2 separate regions of the Dromaius novaehollandiae genome follow, and region 1 is linked to region 2. The links are chromatin contacts, called in public Hi-C maps. All regions are on one chromosome and are shown on one strand. Each heading gives the region's core, a stretch centred on a gene start, on an enhancer-like site or on the middle of the called end of the contact. The rest is flanking DNA. Distances are from core to core; before and after follow the strand shown. Region 1 overlaps OXR1 (oxidation resistance 1). Region 2 has its middle 18 kb from the start of ABRA.

What was found. A called contact is a pair of places that touch in the nucleus more often than the background predicts.
Region 1: a Hi-C map of ovary shows a contact between it and region 2, with 4 times the contacts expected there. The contact joins two enhancer-like sites. A contact is called at or near these places in 3 of 4 Hi-C or Micro-C datasets (brain, liver and ovary).

Annotation. Positions count from the first base shown.
Region 1 is chr2:141,272,431-141,278,769 of bDroNov1.hap1, reverse strand. The region is part of intron 4 of OXR1 (oxidation resistance 1); the gene reads left to right. Among named protein-coding and RNA genes, the nearest start is that of ABRA, 120 kb to the right of the region's middle. Within about 2 kb of position 1,724, at least 1 of the 2 cell types and tissues checked has open chromatin away from gene starts, as enhancers often do.
Region 2 is chr2:141,135,631-141,141,537 of bDroNov1.hap1, reverse strand. No RefSeq gene overlaps it. Among named protein-coding and RNA genes, the nearest start is that of ABRA, 18 kb to the left of the region's middle. Within about 2 kb of position 1,772, at least 1 of the 2 cell types and tissues checked has open chromatin away from gene starts, as enhancers often do.

The DNA of each region.
Region 1 (6,339 bases), core at 475-2,974, 140 kb before region 2:
TTACATTTTGTTAGATTCTTTACATCTTGCACTACCTTCTGATTTGTCTGATGATTCTTCGTGTAATGCTCTGCTATATTTCAATGGAGACATTGTGATTTTAAGAGAATCATGTCTCTTCAGATTAGTCATTTAAAATGTACTGGAGATATGTGTGTGTGTGTGTATGTGTGTGTATATAGATACATATATATATATATATTTTTTTTTTTTCCAGTCAAACCTATCTGCTGATGTGAGGTACATTAGTGAGTGAAATAAGCCTGAATATGACTAGAGAATTCTTCTTCCCAGAATGGCTGGCTTTATTTTAACTTCATGGTGATGTCAGGAGTTTTGGTATTAGTGCTGGTATTTGTATTTTTATATTTTACATTTTAACAATGGACCACTAGAAGAAGTTACCTCCTTTTTTATTCTGAAAAGTAAACAGGTACATGAAGGGAAGGTAACATTATCAGAAAAAGAATATGGGTCGTCATATGAGGTGATGATGACACTCTTCAGACATGAAGGTAGTTCTCATCAGAAAAACTGCTGAACTTTTAAGGAGTCAATAAGATTTCATTCTTACACGTCATTCTTCCAAGTTTCTATATGAATTCATCCTTCCAACCTCTACCACTTCCTTCTGGCACTGCATAACTTGGTAAATCCTAACCAGAAATGGGCCTTCTAGTGTCTGCTGGTGTCTTCTTTCCTCCATCCCGATGTGTGCTCTCAGAAAGTGACATACATCCGTGTGGGGTCAAGCCAAAGGTCTGCTTACATCAGAAAATGATTCAGATCAACTCTATATGAAAATGAATGTAATTAAATACATGTGGGGTTAGTGTACAATAAGTAGGAGACTCTGTAAGTAGTATTCACACCTCTGGGTTTTAGCAAGGCATATTTTAGAACCAGAGCTGTGATGCTGTCCCTTGCTCCTTGCCTCTGAGCCTTCTTCCCTCAAGTGTCATGTTTCCTCTGGACTGCTTCATCTCCACCGCCTTTGATGCAGCTGTTCTCAGGTGCCTCCTGAGGCAAAAGCTTGTGGCTGCAAGGGCTTCCCTAGCACCATGTTTGTGGAGGGGCTGGCTGGCGGGAGGGCAGAAAACGAGGCAGCTCACTTGTCAGGAGGGCAAGACTTGTACCATAAATAAGGGTTTTGCTTGTGATCCTGATGCTTCTGCTTCCTACTAAGTGAGGAGGAGTACTGAAAGCTCTGGGCTACTGTACGAACACGCACAAAGTTGAGTGGCACGTCTGAGCTTTTTGACAGGAGGCAGTTAAGCCCTAAATGAGGTGCAGCCTTTTCAGATGTGGTTTGGTGCCAGGCGGATGTAAGATTCTTCTCTTAGGATTTTAGCTACAAAATCCAGAGTCCAGAAGGAGAGTCATAAACATGTCCTAGAGATGCTTTTCTGTTTTGGTGCATAAATGCTTTGCATTTTGTTGCCTAGATGAGCTTTGGTGACTTGCTTTGCTGAAGAGAACTAATTGAGTATCAGGAGAAAGTCTCCTAGAAACAACTTTATGATCAGTACTATGCTATGCTAGAGTCAGAGGAATGATCTTTTCCTGTTTGGAGAAGAGAACAACACAGTTTTGATGGTAGTTTAACACTGCAGGACAAAAAGATTAAAAAAGGCAGAATATGATTTTGTAACTTATGAGAACAACTGTGTGAAAAGGTTTGGTGTTTTGAATGTAATTCATTACTTAGCCGTCAGTGGGCAGGAGAGATGCACATTTCCCTTCAGTAAAATTGCAAGCAACTAACTGTCTTTAAAATCAAGGACTTTTTCAGCTTAAGAAAGACAATGTTATGCGTCTTTCATAAAACAGTTGAATTACCCATTACAGTTATTTGTATATATTATGGTCAGATTAGTATTTAAAAAAATGTGGCCAAACACAGTTTATCCTAAAAAGTCTGGAAAAGCATTCAGCATGTGCCTGAAAAAGCTGTTTGCAGCTTGCCTTGCCAAAAACATATGTACGTCCATTGATCAAATTTTAATGGCCTGACAAGCAACACTGTGTTATTTCACTTAGTATTGATTTTTTACTGATTTATTATTGAACGATATTTTTCTTTGTAAAAAAATATGACAGATTAATATCTTTGATCAGTTTAGTGCTGCTAAGTCCATTCTCTATTTTACTTCTGTATTTTGCATCTGGCTCAGGATTTATTTCATTTCCAGTATATAAAAGAAATTCTTTACCGATAACTCTCTGCATATGTACAAGAAAATCTATTTTTACCAAGTTCTCACAGGAAAAAACACTAGTTTTGCTGCTGAGTGAACCTGTTTATTGATTCCAAAGAGTATGTCCCCTCATATGATTTAAAAAACAAGTGTGAAATTCCTTACCTCAGAAAACTGCTCTTAATTTTTCTTTGAAATATACAGTAAATTAAATGTGTAACTTCAACAGCGATAAAGCAAAGTCAAGCCAGTTATTTTACTTCAGATATGCATACTTGCATACCTACACTTATATAAAATGTTCTGTCAAAATTCAAAAAATTATTTAGGTCGTATCATGTTTGTGAAAACAAAAGCTGTTTTCTGATTAGTAATTCTTGAAAGTTTGTTAAAACTGTGGTGAAGGAATCACTGCTAATTATTGAAATTGCAGTTGATTCATGGAGGTTTTTAGTGCATAAAGGTATAGGCAGGATACATGCTTCCTTTTGGCTATAGCAACCAGAGTGGCTGCATAATGCTTGAAGAAATTACCCAGCTGTGAGGAGAGGGGAATGACTGTTATATCTAGTTGCATTCTTTCTGGGGGCATAATTTCACTACCACCATTCCTTGTTCATGGAGCTGTGCTGATCCAGGACATTGCACTAGCTTTAGTGGGATCCTGCATCTGCCCTTGGGCCATCTGCCTGGAGTTCACTGCAGATTGAAGTTCCGGGATATTAAAACTTCACTGACTATAGAAGATTTTTCTGATGTGTGAACTTCACTGAAGAATACTGTGTTCATTACAAAATGATTTTCCTTTTATAAAAGGAAGGTTAGTTGTTATGATTTCAGACCCATAGGCACCTGTATTTCAGGGTAGTAGGCTCCTTTACAATGCATGCAACCAGGAAAATGTAGGATGTTTGTAATTGATTAGGTTCCTGTCAAACAGGTTGCTGTTATTTCCTGTCTGGACCAGACATGAAAAACAGATAACAAGAATTAAGTTCAGAATATCAAAGAGTGAATAAGTAGTGCATAAATCTGTAAAGTAACTCAGTTCAACTGTGCTAAATTGATTAGATCTAATGTAATTGTAAATCAATACTTTAAAACCCCAAAGCCTGTGATACTCACTGGAACACAGAGCAGAGTTACAAAGCAGGGCTATTCCCTCTTTTTGGGTACTTTCTGTTTTTTGTTTTTTTTTTAATTGCCGTTGCAGTGTATGCCTAGCCTTTTTAGATGTTGTGTCTGAAATAAACCAGGTCTGTATGAATTTTTTCCCAAGAGCCATCCTATGCATGAAAGTCTGGGAGACCTGAGGGAGCGCAGGGTGGGTAGTTCCCTTGTGGATACATACTAGTGACCTAAGGACTCTCAGAGGCAAATCTTCATTCCAAGTTGCCAGGAAATATCCAATGGAGAGTGCTGCAAAGGATCAGCAGTCCTGAGGTCTTAGTCCCTTATGCCTTAGGACATTTATCTAATACTGCTGAGAGCACCCAAGTCCATGCATTATATGGATGGCCAGGGAACGTGGCCGCAAAAGTGCTGTTGGATCGTTGTGACCGAGCTGATCTGGGTGCAGACCCAGCCATAAAAGAGAGCAGAGCGGGATAGTCACGAATAACTTGGAGCTGGCTAATTGACATAACAAAAGACAATTTGCAAAGCTAGAGAAAAAGCTATGGGCAGAGTCTCATAGATTAAATACCAATATTGAGGTAGGCTTTTTTTTTTTTTTTCTCTCTCCCCCCTGAGGAAAACCGGAGGAACAGACTGGATCAGAACACTAGTTACTGCGCTTCAGCTGTTCCCAGCTGGTGGCTGGCACTTTAGGGGCATTCCCAGCAGGCAGACTTCAGAATAGCTGTTTGATTACTGTAGACTGGGGCTTTCGATGAGCCAGCCTTAAAATAATAAGGTAGCAATGATGCAGTTGACTGTAGATGCAGTTTAGAATTTAACCCTATTTTTGTAAAGTGCCTAATATACATTTAATCTCTGTATCAGTATTTACAATAACCATAGCTTACTTTGGAGCTGCACCCAAGTAATTGTGTTTCAGGAATATTTCTGGCATTTCAGAGTTTTAGGTAGAGATTTTATCTCATATGCAGCTATGAATGCAAAAGTGAAGAAAAATTTGAAATCATTATTTCCAGAATACCAGGTGCCACAAAAGACAAGCAAAAGAGTTTAGTGCTCAAAATATTTTATTAGTGTAATTAGAAACAATCTACCACTGGGAAAAAAAAAAAGATTAAAACATGAATCATTCTGCATGTGTATAATAACCTCACCACAAATTAGTATAATACATAGTTATAAATGATATCTGAAATTGCAAAGAAGATCTTAGGATAAAAAGAAGCTTTAATGAATGATCGTTTAAGTTTTTTAACCGTAAGCTGTGATGTAGCAAATATTTCTCTTCTAAATCTTTTCCCTCCTTTTCCGGGAATCTTTTTTCCCAGACAGCCAAAATATACCATGTATGTTTCTTGATTTCTTTCCAGTATGTGTAAATTTCTTTGAAAAATGATTGTGGTGTCTGGATACATTACATGTATTGGACATCTTCAATCTAGGATAGCCTGTGACAGATAAACTTCATTTGGGGGGATTTTCAGTCCATTTGTCAGCCTGCAGCAGGTCTAATGTGAAGTTAGTACCATCTATTAGAAAGAAGTCTTCAGAATGACAGCGTTTTCACATGTGAAATCAAACTGTATGGAAGTACTAATATGAAACTCTTTTTTCTTAATAAGAGGTAATAGTAAGAAAAATAACCTAACTATAAAAGTTCAGGCAAGTTCGGGGTTCTAACACAAAGATTCAACCAGAATTCTGTTTCTCATTGCTCTCTATGCAAGGCAGTAATTTTTCACTAAATAAATATTTTGTTTACCTTTAAAGGATTGAAATATAACTTAGGGTTTATTGAGATACATTTTTGTAAAACATACTTTTGCCATCTACTGAATCACCAGGAATGAGAATGCTAGCTTTATAAATATGAGTTAAGGATCAAATTGCTAATGGTAACATCACAAATAGCTGCCAGCATATGATCTCTCCAGAAAATGCAGTTTTCTTGGAATGTGGAATTAGAAGTGTTATACATGAGGCTTCCAGTTCCTTATTTATGTACAGATTTATTCCTACATGTCCCTACTCGTGCTGTACGTTTTATATCCCTAGGACATTTGGATTTAGCTAGCATGTCAACAATACCACATTCTGTTATACAAGGAAGACTGGGGTTGGGTTTTAGGATTGAGGGTTTGGCTAGTTAATGAAATTGATGTGTTTGAATGTACACCTGAGATTTCCTTGAAAGCAAGCCTAGATCTAATATTTCCAGGGCAAGAAGTAATACTTTCAACCAGAGAAGGAACAAAACTACCATCTGTGAAACTGAAAAACAGTTTTCCTGGGATTTACAATATACAGACCAATGTCATGAGGGGAATCTGCATATTGTCAAAAGTCACATCTGGGAATTTGGGACTGAGAGTGATGATAAACCGGAGCTCATCTTAGTGATGAGGGATTGTCACACAGTTCCTACAGTGCAGTATATTGGAGGCAGCTTCTGACTTGTATTTTCATATGGCTCCAAGGTCCAGCTATCTCGTAAGATTAAAATATGCTTTGCTTCAAATGACTTTGTACTGATATACCTCCCTTCTAGCATCAATATTTTGTCCATAAACAATCCACAGACACAATTTATAACTTTAATCCAAGGTACTCGGAAGTCACTGTTAGAACCAGTTATAGATTCACAGGGTTAGGCACTACTCTTGTCGTCTGATTATAGGTTTTGTTGCACTGTGTTTGTGCATTATGGGAGAAGGATTCAATTACCTTTAAATCACCTCTAATAAAAATAGGAAGGGAGTTAAAATGAATGTGGTCTCTTCCTTTGAAACCAAATTAATTTCAGGGATTGGAAAGTTATCAGAAAGGTTGCTTGTTACTTTTGTTTAAGATTATAATTGATAGAGGGGAACTACAGCTTCCATTATTTGTGCTTTCCTCATGTAGTTCTGCATATCCTTTATCTTCTATTGCCACGAAGGATTTGGCTAATTAATTACTATTTTAAGGAAAAAATAATTTTGTTGTACAGGAAATAAGTACA
Region 2 (5,907 bases), core at 523-3,022:
GCTGCCAGCTGCTGAACTAAGTTAATACAGTGCTTGTCAGACTCACTGCCGTCCCCTTGACTACCATTGTCACACTGACCAGAATTTCATCTTGACAGAATAACTGATGAGAACTGCATTATCTTCAGGCAGCAGTTGCTAGGTTTCTTAGGATCTCAGAAGCTCTGTAGTCTTCCAGAAATTCTGGAAGCAACCTATTAAGGATGTATAATGGGATTTCTTTCTACATGCCTCTTTGGCCTTAGTCTTTTTCATCTTTACTTGGGCTAATAAAGCTTTGTAAACTCAAAGGTCTGTGAAACTGAAAATATTCAGCTCAGTAATTCAGCTGACTAAGATTTCTGTGTTGTCTTCTCTTGTCTTACTGGCTGGATGGGGTGGGTTTTTTTAGCATAACTGAATACATCTTACTGCAACTTAAACTAATAATGCAGTGTGTATTAAGGTTGTAATGGTTTGTTTAGATTTTACAAAATGCTATGGTCATGCTTTATGTTGAATTTTAATTGTTTTATTGTACCTCACTGGGTTCCTCTTTGTTGTTTATTGACGTTTCCTTTTGATACAAGGTTCTCTGAATTGTTCTGTAGCATTCCTTTGCTAGAGACTACTTTTTGCTCTAGACTGCAAAGCTGGGAGTCTAAAAGGTTTACAGAAAGAATGGGTATGAGAGATGAGGGGGATATTTTTATTTTATTTAAATAGTTTCTTGAGCTTTAAAATTCCAGTCAATTCAAACTAGATTGGAAAGGTTAAGCACCAGCATGTTTCTTAATTGCATTTTACTCCAGAAGGAAACTGACCTTAAGTCTTCCAAATGCACAAAGCAGTTTAAAAAAAGAAACACTGCATCTGATGTGATCAAAGTCTATCTTAAATGCATCTTGATTCAAAGCTTGTGACACTGTTCCCTAATCTTTTAAATAGCATAAGACTCATGAAGAACTGGTGCCACATTTGATTAAAATAAACACCACATAATTTGGGAAAAACTTTACTGTTCCTACTGCTAATATGTCAGAGTGGGATCAACATTGAAGAAATGCCACCTAGGTGCACTGTTTCTAGTACTGCTATGTAGTATCAAATCTTCCATTCCCTAGCAATCACAAAGAAAAAACTAGGATCCTTACAAGTTTCTCTAATTGCAGCTAACACTTTGGATCAGACACAATAAGGATTCAGGTCATGACAAGGAATGGAAATAATTTTGGCGTCAGTGATGGATGGTCTCCTGTTGGTAAGAGATGCTTGGCAGGAACTGATTCTCAATTCTTAGACCTCTCTGCAGACCACAGAAAAACAGTAAGACCTAAAGGAATGTACTAAACTCTGATGGATTCTTCTTGGGGTTTCCCCAAAAGGTTAAGAACAGAATGTCTGCTGCTTGACCTTGTCTGCCTACTGCCATCATTTCTAAGTTCCTTTTTCCTGCCAAAGCCTACGAAAATCCCTATGAAGCTGCAAGGTGAATGGATGGAGGCTGTGGCTGGATCTGCTGCCGAAGTGTCCATCATATTATCATTGTCTTTCTCCTCCCATGACTGTTCTCCCAAAAAGTGAAGGCTCCTTATACAATACAAAGTTCAGGGACCTAATTCAAATGACCACTGTCAGCATTTGTAAGGTAAGTTTTCTACCACTTGTCTTCCAACCTGATGGATAACAAATTATTTTCAGCTAAGCCTCCTTCCTACATGCTTATTGTAGGGTCCAGATTACAGCAACAGACACATGCAGCCAAGCACACTTAAGAAGCTCTAGCCAATAGAAAGCATTGCTATACAGCTTACCAACACCGAATTTTTTACAAGCATATCAAATTTCTCCTGTTTCTCTACAGTGGTTTCCATAGAAATGAAGTCAGATCGGAAATCTTGGTTGTTAGCTTTTAAGCAGGAGAACATTCTTTACATGATTGCATAGAGCTCTGGATGGAAGACCACCACTGACAAATCATTCCCTGGTATAATGAGACCTTCTATTGTAATAATGACGTAGGGGAGGGAGAGAACTTTCCAAGGGCCATCCTTTGCCTGTGAAATAGATTTCCACAAGATCAAAGGATAAATCTTGTCACCTTCCTCTGCAAATGACTTCATGTATTGCTGTTCCGAATATAATACCTGCTTATCTAAACTGTCTTCTCTAAGGAATTCAGAGCCTTTAAGGTTTAAAAAGTGCAAGTCAAGGAAACGTGATCAGTTTGGTGGAACTGTCTCGGTCAGTATTGATTTGAAACTAAGGGCAGAACTTGGCTACTTAGCAATCACCCAGGACTATTAAAAATCAGAGCAGAAAGGTACTCCATCTCCTTCCTAGAAAAGGAATCACTGGTTGTGCTGGAGGCAGAGGATGGCTCCAGCCCATGTAGCAATGACTGTAAACTGGGCCCCTGGGCAGATGTGAGCGCAGCCATGCTGCCTTACTGGCACTTGCTGCTGCCCTGCTCCGCTGTCTGCATGCTGGAGCTGGTGGTCTGCACCATGCTGCTGTTGAGTGTCTGGCAACGGCACATAACTCAGCATTGATAGCACCAGCTGCAGCCTATCCTTTCTATTCCTAACGTCCTGAAATCATATTAAGGTTACAGAATTGAGGACCCAGGCAGTTTCACATTAACAGCAAGGTCAAATCCTCAGCTGCTATCAGCTAACTGGCTTCCCAGCTGCAGAGTGGTCCACAAGACTGCTGTTTTTACTCCTTTTAAAGACCCACTGCTATTAGCTTTATTATTTTCTTAACTAGGGCTGTGATCTTTCTTTTCAGGGGTCAGATGTGATATCCTTCCTCTAATTTCACAGAGGAAGGGCATGCGTAGAAACAGGAACCTGTCTTGGAAGAAGCTTTGAACTATGATCAAGGAGAGTCTGGCACCTTCCGTAGCACTCACCTCTTCGTACTGGTTCCTACAAAATGTAATCAAAAAGAAGTTGATAAATTGTCACAGTTGAACATGATATGCAGGAGGTATTAGTGGTAGCCCTTCTAGCATGATTAATAGCACTGGCCTGCTAATGCAAAAATACCTAAAGCCACTTGTTTCTCGCTGTGGCAGATTTCATTCTGCCAACCAGCTGTGGCTGACAGTTGCAGAGGGACATATTTCACCTGAAATCTGACAATTGGTGTCGTCAAGCCTACAGCCAGGCTAGCAGGAGAATGCCCTACAGACACTTTGAGACTCCCAGGACTCAGTTGGATTGACATTGAGAGTAGGCCAGTACACCTTAAGTATGTTTACAGTTCCTTGAGGAACGGGCAGGAAATATGCCAGATCAGTTTAAGATCACTCTTAATATGAAATGATATTAAGGAAGAGTTTAATTTATAAAAGACAGAGAGGAGATCCTAAATCGATCAGGAGACAAACACACCACAAGCACAATAAATGTCTTGATAAATAACTGATACTTTCTTTGTCACAATTTTAGATTCTTGCTTGTGTTTTATTCAGCTAGCAGATCTGCGCGCTGAGGCAAATAGACACAAATAATCTCATTGCTACAGCTGGTGTCTGATTCTCAAACAAGTCACATTCTCACAGCGTTGTCTTTCTAGATAATTATTAGTGGTGTCCTGGGGATTAGCAGTTATTATACCACTGCTCTGCAGTAATATTCTCCTCTTGGTACTTCTCATATGGTAGGGGAAAGTCTAGCATTTTACTTGGTAGGAAAATATGATTCTTGGTAGGAAGAACTTGTGGCTATCGTTTGATCAGGAAATAGGTTGTTTTCTGCTCATTTGCTTTTAAAGTTGTTCACTCTTGATAATTTTTGAAAGCTCTTAGTCAGTTGTTGTCTTGTGATTTTCCAGAAATACTTCAGCCAGAAAAGTACGCCAGAACTCCAGTAAGAATTCAGGTAAAAGGGAACCTTCATAAATTTTGGGCTACAGTTATTAAAAATGAAAAACCAAAAAAGGCCCCGCTGCACACTCAGTGCCACGCTGTGCAAACCGTGCTGCAGAGCTATTCATCAGGCTGTGGAGTGCTTGGCAGCAGCTCCGTTGGTATATTTGTACTCCGCAAAAGCAATGAGAGCTGTTGGTCGGTGGCCAGGGCTTGTGCTGGCTGCGCGAAGGCCCCGAGGGCCGTCTTGGTGTTGAGGAGCAGGGCAGGATTTGTGCTCCCTCCCTCCCTCTGTCGCAGGCAGGTCTCTGCACAGCTCCAGGGAGGAGCGTGGGAAGCCACGCTGAGGCTCCGGCTGGGAGCATGATACCCGCGCCGCACGCCCTGATTATTAGCTTGGGTGTCCCATGCAGCAAGCTGTCAGCGGCCGCCTAGGCTACTTCGGCCCCGTGCATAGATTTAGATGACTTCTTTTAACAAAAAACATTGGTGGGCGCTTTGAAGCAACTTCTGAAGCCTTGTGAAATTCTGCCTTGGCTACCGCTGTTTAGGGAGGAAAGCGCACAGCGTTCAGTCTCCTTGTCTCTCAAAAGCAGCCCAAGCTGGTTCTGGCACGTATCTCTAACTGCAGCAAACAAATCAACTGGATGATAAAAGCAACGGCAGCAGTTACCAGCTTTAGCCTTTTATTACTATTTAACTTAGAATGATGAAATATTTGATCTTTAAGGTTATTGATGTGTGACTGCTTGCCTATTCTTACTTTTCCTTCTCTCTGCAAATCCTTTTAACTAACTTTCTGGAGTAATTTTCCATTCCCATTCCTTTTCTTTCCTATGCATATTGCAGTTTAATGTCCTCAGCTGTTGCCAGGGAAACAGAATTTTGAACTTGGCTTGTCAAGTAAATGAAGGAGCAATTATTTTTGAAGTATTTCTATAAACTTAGATTAAAGATAATTACATATTTTTTAGGTAGTGTTGGTAGCACCTTTTGCATATGATTATTCAACACTTTCAGTGGAAACCCCCTGTATTGTAACGCCCGCTGTTCAGTATGACATTTCCTTTGGGAGACTGGTTTGGAAAGTTTCTACAAACCTGATCCAGCTATTTCCAAAGAGAGAGAGGATAAAATATTTTACACATATTAAGCTAACGCATACAGCTGTTTCCTCTGTGTGTAAAGCTGCCACTCTCTTTGAGAAACTTGAAATTTTCCATGGCTAGAATCACCCTGGTGATAGACGCTTGGAGGCAGGGGAGGGAAGAAGAGGGACAACTTTGTTTCCTGGGATCTAGGCCAGTATTTGGGCTAGCAACTTCCCAGGTGGAAGCTGCAGCTATTCCTTATGGGGGATAACAGCTTAGCCCTTCTTTTCTGTTTTTCAGCAGAAGGGAGTGTGGAAATGTGAGGGCAGGCATCAGGCTCTGCTTGCAAAGTAGACACTGCAGTAAATTCAGCCGCCTTTTCTGCAGCCCCTCTGAAGCTGAACTATAAGCTACAGTGCACATTGGGCAGTATGTTATGTGGACAACCCTGAATCTTCTACTCTGGCTTCTGATGCCCAGATGATCTCACAGCTTCCTTCTGCACAGTGTGGAAAGGTCCTTGCGATGCAGCTTGTTTCTTTGATAGCTTTTTGTAGAGCTCTGTAGAGACACCATGAAAGGGACTGAACAAGTTCCTGGGTAGCGTTTTTTCAGATAAGGCTCACTTCAGTATCCAGCAGCTCAATAGCTAGAGGAGATGGGGAAGGACATTTCAGAATGCTGGAGCCAGCTGCAGAGACAGCCTAGCTGGAGGCAGACTCGCTAGAAGTGGTAGGATGAAGCAATCTTGCTTCCAAAACATGTGAAAAACTTCCATGTCATGTCCTTGTAGATGGTGCCCATTCACTAGAACACCTATCATCTGTCACCCCAACCAGAACAAAGGCACGCACATCTTTTTGTAGGCCAGGGCCTGTGTCCAAGGAGAGGAAAAGCTGGGTGGCAGGCCACTTCATCTTAGAGTCCAGGAAATACTCGATAGAGAGAGATACAGGAATGGCA